Regions from separate parts of the Sus scrofa genome. Here region 1 is linked to region 2. A link is a contact called in public HiChIP or PLAC-seq data. All regions are on one chromosome and are shown on one strand. The core of a region is the stretch at or near the end of the contact, and the rest is flanking DNA. Distances in the headings are between cores, read along the strand shown.

What was found. HiChIP or PLAC-seq counts read pairs in DNA pulled down with a chosen protein or histone mark.
Region 1: a contact with region 2 is called in an H3K27ac HiChIP or PLAC-seq map of alveolar macrophages. The contact joins the promoter of STIL here to the promoter of FOXD2 in region 2. A contact is called at or near these places in 4 of 47 Hi-C or Micro-C datasets (blood, embryonic fibroblasts, epiblast stem cells and 1 more) and 1 of 2 datasets of contacts at active chromatin or transcription factors (alveolar macrophages).

Annotation. Positions count from the first base shown.
Region 1 is chr6:164,194,595-164,200,574 of Sscrofa11.1, reverse strand. It overlaps STIL (SCL-interrupting locus protein), which reads right to left and starts at 3,064. Exons shown (of 18, transcript XM_021096689.1): 1 at 2,415-3,064; 2 at 2,153-2,281. CMPK1 (UMP-CMP kinase) reads left to right here and starts at 3,146. Exons shown (of 6, transcript XM_003128011.6): 1 at 3,146-3,484. The coding sequence starts at 3,314.
Region 2 is chr6:164,109,957-164,116,258 of Sscrofa11.1, reverse strand. FOXD2 (forkhead box protein D2) reads left to right here and starts at 2,068. Exons shown (of 1, transcript XM_021096681.1): 1 at 2,068-3,749. The coding sequence starts at 2,160. The coding sequence ends at 3,614. LOC106507667 (a long non-coding RNA gene) reads right to left here and starts at 1,680. Exons shown (of 2, transcript XR_002345215.1): 1 at 1,281-1,680.

The DNA of each region.
Region 1 (5,980 bases), core at 1,815-4,314, 83 kb before region 2:
GAGGAGTTGAAATCTGAGCTGAATCCTGAAAAATGAACAGCATATACCAGCAAAGAGGTGCGGCCAAGAATGGGAAAATGGGAGTGCCTATCGTGGCGCGGTGGTTAGCGAATCCGACTAGGAACCATGAGGTTGTGGGTTTGATCCCTGGCCTTGCTCAGTGGGTTAAGGATCTGGCGTTGCCGTGAGCTGTGGTGTAGCTTGCAGACATAGTTCGGATCCCATATTGCTGTGGCTCTGGTATAGGCCGGCGGCAACAGCTCCGATTCAACCCCAAGCTTGAGAACCTCCATATGCCACAGGAGCGGCCCTAGAACAGGCAAAAAGACCCAAAAAAAAAAGGGGGGGGGGGAATGAAAGTATGGGAACAGATATCTGGCTCTAAAGGGCAATTTATGATAAAGAGGACAGATAAATGGTGACAAGGCCCTACTTCTTAGGCCCCTGGAGATTTCACAAGGGACATAGATAGGTATACTCTGGGAATACATTGAATACATGCCCCAAAGATCTAATGTACTTGAGAAATAAACACACATGGGTAGGAGTGGATTTTGAGGATAGCTCTTGTTATATATCTTTCTGAGATCAGTCTTCTAGTCTGTAACAGAACTTACTTTGAAGGGATTTATGAGTATGGAACTTTAATTTAAACTCAGAAAAGGATTAGTACTGTATAGAAAGAAAGCATGTTTTGAAATTATGCATGCTAAGTTTGAATTTGACTTTGCTACCTACTGTTTATGTGGCCTTGAACAAAGTACTTTCACTTCCTGGCTGTTTTCCCATCTGAAAATGAGAGTACTAACTTCAGAGCATTATGAGGATTTTATAAGGCAAGGCTGATGTTCAGCCAACACACAACTGGTAAGGTTGTATTGGTGGAGAAAAGTGAATTATTTCCACATGAGTTGGATAGTTACTCCCCTGAGAACTCTGGGTGTCCTTTTCCTCTCTTCTGGGACACCTAGGACGTCTTCATGACCCAGCAATTAACAGGATTGATGCCCCACACAACAAATACTGGCTCAGAAATCTCTACAAATATTCTCATTGTTCTAATTATTTAAAACTTTGACTATCGTCCAAGAAATAAGTAATGTAAGTTAAATGCTTGGCACACAGAGGATATTCACTAGGTGCTAATCAAATTTATTCACTATGGAATCCATCTATGGGTTTAGGTAGGGAGTGGCCCTCTACTAGATGACAGCTATTTATTCAATACATATTTATTGAGACATACTGAAAGTCTGATTGTTTGCATCTTGGTGGAACTCATGGCTTTTCTGTCACCTTCAAGGAGTAGGAGCACTAAAATGAGGCCAAAGCAAAGTTAATTCTTTGGGGACAAATTCGGACCAAGATGCTAGGAGTCAGGCCTTTCACCACAGACAAGCAGAGGGATTAAATGTTTGAGCATCAGTGTAGCATGGTGTTTCTGATGAATCCTGGCCTCCCTGGCTTGGCTCCAAGGGATTGCCCGGTGTCCTCCCTTCCTCTTCTCCTAAGGTGATAGTTCCCTTTCTTTACTGAGAAAATAAAGTTATCAGATAGGAAAACCCTTCCTACCTTCAAAACTTCCTGTAACTCTGCCCTTCTTGTAATTCCTGTTACAAATGAACGTCTTCCTCTGTACGACCTTGTACAAGATCTCAGGCCCTCCATGTGCCCTTTGGATCTGCTCATCTGATTTTTCTTCTCAAGGAGTTACCTCTCTCCCTTTGTATCACATCATCCCTAGCAGCTTAAACACAAGCTCCAGTACAGCATTGACCAACACAACTTTTTGTGATGAAAGAAAAGTTCTGCAGGTGCACCGTCCCATACAATTTCCACATGTGACCACTGAACGCTTGAAATGCTGTTAGTGTGACTGAAGAACTGAATGTTTGTTTTAAATGTAATTAATTTAAATAGCCACATGTGGCTAGGGCCTACCACATGAGACAGCATGGCTCCTTCTCCCATCCTAAATAAAACTTTGCCTTGATTCTTACTCTCTTGTTTTCATTTTCTCGTCTCCTATCGCTTCCATTTTCAATAGGGCTTCAAATTAGATAGACATAGTGTATGATCTGCTTTGGACAAAAATGCAGAGTTCCTAAGTCCAAAGTCTCTTTGTTGCCAAATCCAAGTTATCCATACTCACCTGCTCTCTCTCTCTCTCTCTCTCTCTCTGCTTTTTAGGGCCGCACCTGCGCATTATGGAAGTTCCCAGGCTAGGGGTAGAATCAGACCACAGCCACAACAACTAGGGAACTCGGGATCCAAGCCGCATCTGCAACATACACCATGGCTAATGACAACATCGTTTACTTAACCCATTGGTGGAGACCAGGGATTGAACCCACATCTTCATGGATACGAGTAGGATTCGTTTCTGCGCCACAAAGGGAACTCCCCGTACTTACCTGCTTTTAAAACAATGTTCACTATGTGAACTGGAGTCTACACCACTACAATCCCCAGGTCCAGCAAGAACCACATGCTTCTGGTTTTCCTCTGATCTTTCCGGCTCTGCTTTCCAGACTCCTGAAGAAGGCTCCTTCTCCTCTTTTAAAGATCTAGTCACTAAGACTCATTTCTTGGACTCCTTTTCTTTTCCCCGAATGCACGGGGCAGGGAAGTGGAGTTATAGTTCAAAGGGCTTCCCATAGCCAAGAGAACATAATCCAGACTTCTTGCAGTCATCAAAGGGCCTGATCTGCCATCAGCCGGGTACTGGCCTTTCTTAAGAGTTTCTTTAGGGGTTTGGCACACGCCTCTTCTCTCTCTGTGAGACACTCAGTTCCGTCTTTGCCTAGCTCTGCTCCTTCCCATCCTCAAGTCTTGGCTCATATATCACCTCTTCAGACTGCAATCATCTCGTTATTCCTCCGTTTTGTTCCTTCAAAGCCGATACTTCTATTTGTATTTATTTACTGATTCATGTGATGACTGCTTGCCCCGTGGAAATTCAACTTCGAGCTGGGACAATGGATCTTACCTCCCCGTGGGTGACGTCCCGGAAGCCAACTCAGGCCAGACACAACCAGGCGCAGGACAAACGGCCCGCGGACTGAGCGCACCAATCAGCCAGCAGAGGGGCGGGGAGAACGCGGGCTGACGGGAATGCTGGGCGCCGCGGGGCGGCCCACGGACGCATAGCGGAAGCCCCGCCCCTTCCGGCCGCGGCGCGGACGCCGCGCAGCCACGGCGGCGGGGCCTCGGCGGGCGCCGGCTCAGCCCGCCCCCTTCTCCGCGCCCCGCCCCGCGTCTACGCCTGCCGGGCTGCTGTCAGCTCCCTCGGCGTGCCACCAAGCCGAGGTGCATGCTGAGCCGCTGCGGCTGCCGGCTGCTGCACGTCCTAGGCCTTAGCTTCCCGCTCCTGACCCGCCGGCCGCTTTTCCTCTGTCCGCACCGCCTCATGAGGCCGAAGGTCGTGTTCGTCCTCGGAGGTCCCGGCGCCGGCAAGGGGACCCAGTGCGCCCGTATCGTCGAGGTGAGGCCCGGACAGCCGGCGGGGTCCCTGGGCTTGACCGGACGCCGGGCCGGTCAGTACCGCTGCGCGCGGCCGTCTGACCTCCCCTGAGCCGCGGACTACGAGTCCCGGTGACCTGCGCAGCGCCGGCGTGGCGGTGGTCGAGGGTCCGCCGGCGCGCGGCATGTCGGGACTGGTAGTCCGCATCCGCCAGCCTGGGGGCGGCTAGAATGGAGGGGGTCCGTTTGGGGTCGCTTTGTTCCTGCGCCCTCTTTCCTTACATTTTGGGGACTAGATTCATCTCGAGAATGGTCTGGGAGAGGGATCCCGGGAGGGTCCGCTTCGAGGGACCCCGAGCGCGCAGAGGTCAGTGTGTCGCCGGTTGTGGGATGGGTGGAGGCGGCACCAGCGTCGATGTGGCTTCGAGGCCGGGTGCGCCCGGCGTTACCTGAAACGGAGACTGGTTTTTCCACCCCACCCCTTCCCGCAGGCCCTCTAAAGTCCTAATCGTCAACTAACTGGTCTTTACCCTGGACAGGAGCCCCGGAGGACACGGCGTTACGTTAGGTGTTCTTCGATCTGCTGCTTGTAGCACTTTCTGAACCCATCACTAGCAGCCCCGAGGCTCAGGTAGTTGTAGAGGTTCGTGTAGAGAGGTTCGTGTAGTTGGAAAAGCCGTAGAGTATGAGATCAAACTTCAACCTTTGGCCCGGCTGCCAACTCACACGTAGTCCGTGGCCAGGTCACTTCCTCTCTCCTAGTCCTAGTTGTCCCCTCCAAAACAATGGAGGCTGTGCACACAGATTTAAACTCAATATGAAATGCCTCTCAAAACTCTAAAATGGTGTTACTTTTTTTTTTTTTTCCACTCCAAAGCATAATAAAGTTTCCGGTTCAATTGTTAACAATTTTTGAACAGATACACGGTTAGCTGCAGTATGGATGAAAGGCTTATTGAAGAACCTGGGCAATGTTTGGGAGAGAAGGAAAACAGAAGGTATCTAGAAGCAAGAGGTGACCAGTGATTTGTAACATACCAAAAAATCATTCTGAGCTCCGTGACCAACAGAAGTTTTGACCCAGAACTTTTAAAATAATTTCCTCCTCTGTTCCACGATATGACTTTTTATTAGCTTTGGGATTTTACTCCTCTCCCAGGTTGGTACAATCCATCCTTGTCCTATATTTTTTCTCTAAAGAGCATTAAGAAAAAGGCAGATGGTAACATCTACTTGATCATATGTTATACAGCTGTATTTATAATTGTTAAACATTTTTAGGAATATAAGTGGAATTAATTCAACCAAAAAACATAAATATTTTTTCTCCTCATATTTGTTGGTTCTTTTCATTTAAAAAGAAAAATGACAATTGGGTGATTTCAGGGTTTTATTCTAATAACTCTTACATGTAAATAGGGTAAGGAGAAGAGACTTTAGAGTCAAACAGATAAGGGTTCAAACCCTGACTGTTCCATTTACTATCGTTTTAGTTCCAGAGAAGTTGTTACTTTTAGCTTGGGTTCCTCTCTTAAAAGGGAGAAATTGTACCTATCTAGTATGGTATTTGTGAATGTTAAATGAGGTAAAATATCTGACGTACATAGACCAAAGTGATTTCTTCCTCTATTTTAGACTTTTCTTAATTTATGAAACGGGTTATTTTTACTTTGAAGTACACTGTAGTATTACTTTTTAAAAATTGGTTTATGGCTGATGTATTTGAATGCACTTAAATATTGTATTTCTGAATCATAACATGACTTTAAAACATCCACACCCAAACTAACAATACCTATCACTGGAGTTCCCTTCGTGGCTCAGCGGTTAACGAACCCGACTAGGATCCATGAGGACGAGTGTTCGATCCCTGGCCTCGATCAGTGGGTGAAGGATCTGGTGTTGCTGTGAGCTGTGGTGTAGGTCAAGGGATTCCAAGTTGCTGTGGCTCTGACATAGGCAGCTCCAATTTGACCCCTAGCCTGGGAACCTCCATATGCTGTGGGTACGGCCCTAAAACGACAAAAATAGTAATAATAATAATGATACCTATTACTCCACCGGATTAAAAATAATCTACACATTCTGTAGTGTTTATTCTTTACTTTGTTCAATAATGGCTGATAACATTTTAAACCTGCTAATTAACAATTATAAGATTTCCATGATGAGAAATCCTATAATGTTTTATCTTGTTCTTAAAATTTCAACAATTATATGAGCTTAAACTGTTTTAAACTGTTATCTCTCAGTTTGAAATTGTAAATAATTCAGTAGTTGCTGTCTCCTAGCTGACAAAACAATGGACTATTTGTGGTCAGTTAAGCTTAGATGGTTGTTTTTTTTTCCTCTTTGTGAGTCTCTTTGCATTTTATTATACCAGCAAATGTAAGCCGAATCCCAAAAGATTGTAATTTTTGGAACTAAATCTTTTTCTGTAGGGAAAAAGTTATATAAGTCAATATAATTCAATATAATTCCCCAACTATCGTACCCCTGCTAATTTAGCTCACAGCAT
Region 2 (6,302 bases), core at 819-3,318:
TGCTGTTGCGTGAAAGGGAGCTCTCACTCACACTCGCATGACCCTGCTGAGACATAGCCTGCAGGGGTGACAATCCGCTCCCACCTTGCTCTCAGCCCTTACCCACGGGGAACCTCATTCATCACAGTGATTGCAGAGGGTTGGATAGCAGTGGTGACCCTGTCAAGGGCTAGACCAGGGATGAGATCCAGGTGGGAGACCACACCACCCCTCACCCATTTCTCTCTCCCCAAGAATCTGCAAAGTGCCGGCAATACCCTCCTTTGTAAGTCGCTTAGAGTGATATGGCTACTTCTACGCATTAGATGTTCTCAGCCTCAGTTTTACAGAGACAGAAACAGAGGGACAAGGAGTTATAGAAACGCATTCCAGAGCGGTCAGTAGTGAGGCCAGGACTGGGATCCCGGGTCTTTGCTTTTAGCTACTATTCAGATCGGGAAACTGAGGCTGGGAGGCGGAAGTAACTGGCTGACCGTCCTACAGCCTATGACAGCTGAGGGCAGCTGGGTCTCCAGCCTCGAAGGCCTGAACTTTGACCACTTCGGGGCGCTGTCGGGGCAGCAGCCCGTCCATCGGCTCGGTTCTTACCCGCGTCCAGTGCCCAGCTCCCCTGTTACCCCCTGCGGTTAAGATGGGCCCAGTCTGATCTGGAGCTACTGGTTGCTGGGTTCCTGGAGGGGGGCCAGGGGAGAAGGAGGCCTAATGGGATGGGCAGGAACCCAGCTGGCGAGAAAAAGGGGCACAGGACCAACATTGTGTGCACAGAATCCTGAAAGATGAAGGCAACCCTGGCTTGCGGTTGAGGTCAGGGTAATTGGCCGAGTTTTCGGTTGGGGGTCCTACTGCCAGTCGGTAGAGCCCGCAAGTCCGGCCAGAAAAGGGGTGGGGCGGAGGGCGGGGGGTCATGCAGCGCGAGTAAGCGTGGGAGAAATGGAGAAACTGAGCGAGGGATTCTCAGACCCACGAACAGACATCGACACAAACACAGGGTTTTCACGGGAAACAAGAGGCAGAGATTCACCAAGCGCGAGAGAGACAGGCTGAGCGAGACAAACGGATACTGAGACAGAGCAAGGTCGGATACCGGCAAACTCAGGGTGCTGGGCCGGTGCACGCTTTCGAAATGCGAGCGAAGCGCCCCAGAAAAGCTTGGGGAAGCCGGCGACGGGCAGGCGGCGCGCTGCTTGGCTCTCCCCGCAAACACTCCCGCGTGGCGAGGGGATGGGTGGCGGGGTCCCGGCCTTGGAGGGGAGGAGAGGGGCGCAGCCGGAATCGCTCACCTCTCCGAGGCCCGAGGCAGAGGACGCCAAGTTCGCTCCTCGCGATCACTCAAGCGCGTCTCCCCTTGGGCCGGAAGCCGCTCGGGCTCGGGTCGGCCCCGCTCGGGCGGCGTTGGTCCGGGCGTCTCAGGCTCCGCTGGCGAGCCAAGTGCGCTTCGGCCTCGGTGGCCGGAGAGCTGCCTTGGGGCGATGATGGGTGGGGCTGTCGCTCCTGCTCCCGGCTCCGGCTGGCGTCCGCGTAAACCTTAACATCCAGGGCTGAGCGCACGGAAGACCGCTGCTCCAGGAAGTGGAGGGTTTGCGGGATCTGCGGGGGGAACCGGGAGCCGCCTCGAGCCCCCGGAGCCGCGCTCCCGCCGCGGCGGCTGTTTGTTCCCGCCGGGCCGCTCGGCCCCGGCACTCCGCCCGCCGGCGCCCCGCCCCGCCCCGCCCCGCCCGGCTCAGGGAGCTCCGCCCCGGGCTCGCGCTCTTCCGCCTTAGGCTGCCGCCGGGCGGGAGGAACGAGTCTTCCGACCCCCCCGCCCCCCATCCCGAGGTAGCGGCGGGGGTTTGGGGGGGGGAGGCGGTAGACTGGGGGCCGAGACTGGTAGGGTAAGGGGAGGCCCCAGCCCCTTCCGCCCGCGCCCCGGGCGGAGGCCCCCCGTTCCGGCTCCCGGGGCCGCGGAGAGCGCGGCCGGTCGGGGGCTCGCCGAGAGTTGAGAGCCTCCGAGTGGGCCACGAGGGGGCGCTGCGGAGCCGGGGGACACCCCTCCCCGCCCGCCTCAGTCCCCCGCCCCCTCCCCGCCCGCGCGCAAAACACACTCGTCCCAGAGGCAGCGCGGCGGCGCCCGAGCCGTGGCCGGAGCGGAGCCGGAGAACGGCGGTGGCGGCAGCGGCATCATGACCCTGGGCAGCTGCTGCTGCGAGATCATGTCCTCCGAGAGCTCCCCGGCCGCGCTGTCCGAGGCCGACGCAGACATAGACGTGGTGGGCGGCGGCGGCAGCGGCGGGGGGGAGCTCCCTGCCCGCTCCGGGCCCCGCACCCCCCGGGACGTGCTCCCCCACCGCCCCGAGCCTCCCCCGGAGGAAGCCGAGGCGGACGCCGCCGAGGACGAGGAAGAGTCCGGCGGCTGCTCGGACGGCGAGCCCCGCGCTCTAGCGCCCCGAGGGGCGGCGGCCGCGGCGGGAAGCCCGGGGCCAGTCGCGGCAGCAGCCCGGGGCGCGGCGGGGCCCGGGCCGGGCCCGCCGTCGGGGGGCGCGGCGACCCGGAGCCCGCTGGTGAAGCCGCCCTACTCGTACATCGCGCTCATCACCATGGCCATCCTTCAGAGCCCCAAGAAGCGCCTGACGCTGAGCGAGATCTGCGAGTTCATCAGCGGCCGCTTCCCCTACTACCGGGAGAAATTCCCCGCCTGGCAGAACAGCATCCGCCACAACCTTTCGCTCAACGACTGCTTCGTCAAGATTCCCCGCGAGCCGGGCAACCCGGGCAAGGGCAACTACTGGACGCTCGACCCGGAGTCGGCCGACATGTTCGACAACGGCAGCTTCCTGCGGCGCCGCAAGCGCTTCAAGCGGCAGCCGCTGCCGCCGCCGCATCCACACGCGCACCCTCACTCGGAGCTGCTGTTGCGCGGCGGGGCTGCGGCGGCGGGGGACCCCGGCGCCTTCCTGCCGGGCTTCGCGGCTTACGGCGCCTACGGCTACGGCTACGGGCTGGCGCTCCCGGCCTACAGTGCACCCCCGCCGGGCCCGACCCCGCACCCGCATCCGCACCCGCACCCCTTCGCTTTCGCCGCCGCCGCCCCTTGCCAGATGTCGGTGCCCCCGGGCCGGGCTGCGGCGCCTCCACCCGGACCTCCGACGGCCTCCGTGTTCGCCGGCGCGGCGTCGGCTCCGGCCCCCGCGCCTGCCCCAGGTACGGGGTCGGGCCCGGGCCCCGCAGGCCTGCCGGCCTTCCTGGGCGCGGAGCTGGGCTGCACCAAAGCCTTCTACCCCGCGTCCCTGAGCCCTCCCGCAGCAGGCACCGCACTCCTGCGCCAGGGGCTCAAGACGGACGCGGGCGGCGGGGGCGCTGGGGCCGGGCAGAGGCCTTCCTTCTCTATAGACCACATCATGGGCCACGGCGGCGGCGGCGGGGCGGCACCCCCGGGCGGAGGCGAGGGCTCTCCGGGATCGCCGTTCTCGGCTGCGGCGGGTCCTGGGGGTCAAGCCCAGGTCCTGGCCATGCTGACTGCCCCGGCCCTGGCTCCAGTGGCCGGCCACATCCGCCTCTCGCACCACGGGGACGCGCTCCTGTCCTCAGGGCCCCCGTTCGCCGGCAAAGTCGCCGGCCTCAGTGGCTGCCACTTTTGACCGTGTCGGGATCCGGGCCACTTAAGCCCGCACTCCTCCGTCTCTCCCGGGAGCTCCTGCGGTCCCAGCGGAACTCAGGGAGTCTATTTATGAAGAGTCTCCAGACCTTGGGCCAACGCGCGTGACTTGGCACTTCGGGCTCCACGCTCAGAATCTCTCCGATGTTGGGACAAAGCGGACTCCATCGCTCAGGGAGAGAGGCCTGGGTCTGTGCGACGAGGCCACGATCCTAAGGCCGTTTGAGCCGTAGAAGGGGGAGGGGGAAGTCTTCGCTTTTTCTCAGTCTCTGCGCCTCGCGGCGGTCCCAGAAGAAGGCTTTTCTGGAGAGATGCCTGCCTGGGGCCTTGAAGATCCCGCCACAAACACCAACTGCCCGGGGAGAGGTCTCCCTTGCTGCCTCTCCCTCTCTCCTTCCCCAACTTTGAGGCCCTGATCGTCCAATATTTTAATTTAAAGACACCTAGTATCTGCTTTGTGCTTAAAAGGAAAATTCAACTCTTTTTTTTTTTTTCCTGGACGTTCTCCAAGGAAGTTTGTTCTCAGAAACCTAAAGCAATGTCTGCACAGGCGAAGCTAAACAGAGAGCTGAAGCGAGGGGTCTCGACCATCCGTGCACAATCCTGGGATCCCACTCCACTGAGGAAAAGCCTCCCTCTTTTGTGTTGGGGTGCTTTGGAAGGAACTTTACCCCTTTCTGGTGGCCGGCTGGGTCCAGCCATCCAGGGCCAGCAGCCCTCTCCGCGGTCTGCTGTGTCCCAGGCCCTGGGATATTTATTGTAGCTAAAAGTCAATGAGGTTGGGGTGGGAGAGGAGGGTCTGGGTCAGGGGCTGGAGAGGTGGGGGTGGGGTGGCCCAGGGCACATCCTGTGGCAGGGGGTCCTGTAATTATGTGTAAATATCTGTACAGCGGGCTGCTCTGGGGGTTCTCTGTCCACTGGGTGTGCATTGATTTAGACTGCTCTGCTTGGGGAGACTGTGGAATCGTCCGATGGTTTGTGTGGAAGAAGAGAGAAACCTGTCTCCCCCACGTCCCCATCGGTGTCAATTGAATAAATGTACGTGAACTCCAGCAGTCACCAGCTCTGTCTGCTTGTATGCGCTCCTCTGTCCCAGAATACCCCCCAGCTCCTAGGCAGAGTGGAGTGAGGAAGGGCCCTGAGCAGCCCAGGCAGGCAGAGGAGGGCTTGGGCTTGTCAGGTACAGGGGACACTGTGGCCTTGGCCTTTGGCTGTTAATGGGGCCAGGATTCTGGGAATCCTGTGACCCCCCTCCAAGCACTTTCATTTTCGCTCTAGTCCTAGGAAGGTTTCTGCCTGGGCTTCCACAGAGAGGTTTTGTTTCAGATGCATCTGGGGATTCTCATTTCCTTCCAGTTTAGATGGTCGTGTGGCCTGGACAGGCCTGGGTACCTTGAGCTTTTGGACATCATACCTGTTCAGGACGATTCGAGTGATGGTGTTTACTGTTGCATATTCTGTAAGCCTCTCTGTGCTTCTGTATGTGGGGCTTTTATGGAGCTAGTGTTTGTGTTTGCCTGAGTTGTCATGTAGTCTTACTTTTGGTCCTCTTTTTGGGGGGGCGATCAGATGTATTTCAGGGTATCTGTGTTTTTGTCTCTGTGTATCTGTGAACACGTGTTTTCGATTCTCTGTCACTGTCTCTTTCTGTGTTCGTAAGAGGAGAGAGGTTTCTCTCTGGCCATTGCAGGGCCTTCTGTGCGTTCCCCTCTCCCCTCATTCCTGGCACATGGAACCGTCAGAGAGAAAAGCCTGAATTGGGGACTGTGAAAACCCTTCTCTCCTCCAGCCCGAGAAGCTTAGAGGTACATTATGAGCTAAGGGAGAGGGTCCATGCACCTTGCTCTGTTAAGGTAAACCTCCCCATCCCTTGAGCCAGGCTCCCTAGAGCCAGAACCTATCGCCTGAGTACAAAGCCATTGGGCTGGCTGGAGTCTTCCGGAAGCCCTGGGCCCAGTCGGAGCTCCCAGTGGCCAGACCTGCACGTGTATTGCGGGAGAGTTGAGATTTTGGGTGAATCGAAAATGGTTACTTAGCTCTTTTCTCTGAACATTCAACTGAGGTCACAGGAGAAAAAAAGAAATAGGGAGATGCAGTGAAAGGCCATTCAGCCTTCCCAGAAAATAGACACGTGCTGGGGGTGAGCGGTGGGAGACAAGTGACAGAGAGACAGAGAAGGAAGAAGAAAGGGTCAGGGAAGCGGATGCAGAAAATCTGAGAGAAGCAGACAGGGAGAGAAGCCATACGGCTGCTTTAGCCACATTCTCAGGCATTGGCAACGGTGGGAAAGAAGGGAGAGGCCGAGCACGGAGCACCCTGTATGAAGAGGATCCGAATCAGGATCAGGGTGAGACGAATACACCAGGGCTGAGGAAGATGGGTTGGGACTCCTGAGTCTCTCACCCCCTTCCCCAACTGAGGAGAGACAAGCTTCAAGGCACAAATGTTAAATGCAGCCCCTGGGCCAGAGGTGAGGTGCCCTCTCCTCCATCGTGTCGAGAGACTGGGAATGGAGTGAGACCGAAGGCAAGGAGCCACCTTCTCCCAATTGTATCCGATAGGTCAGGAGCAGTAGGGTCACATGCAGCCTAAGAAGAGGGGAATGTCTCCTGCTACTGGGATAATGGCCCCTAGCTGCCTGCTTCGCTGACTTCTGTTGCTGAATTTGATT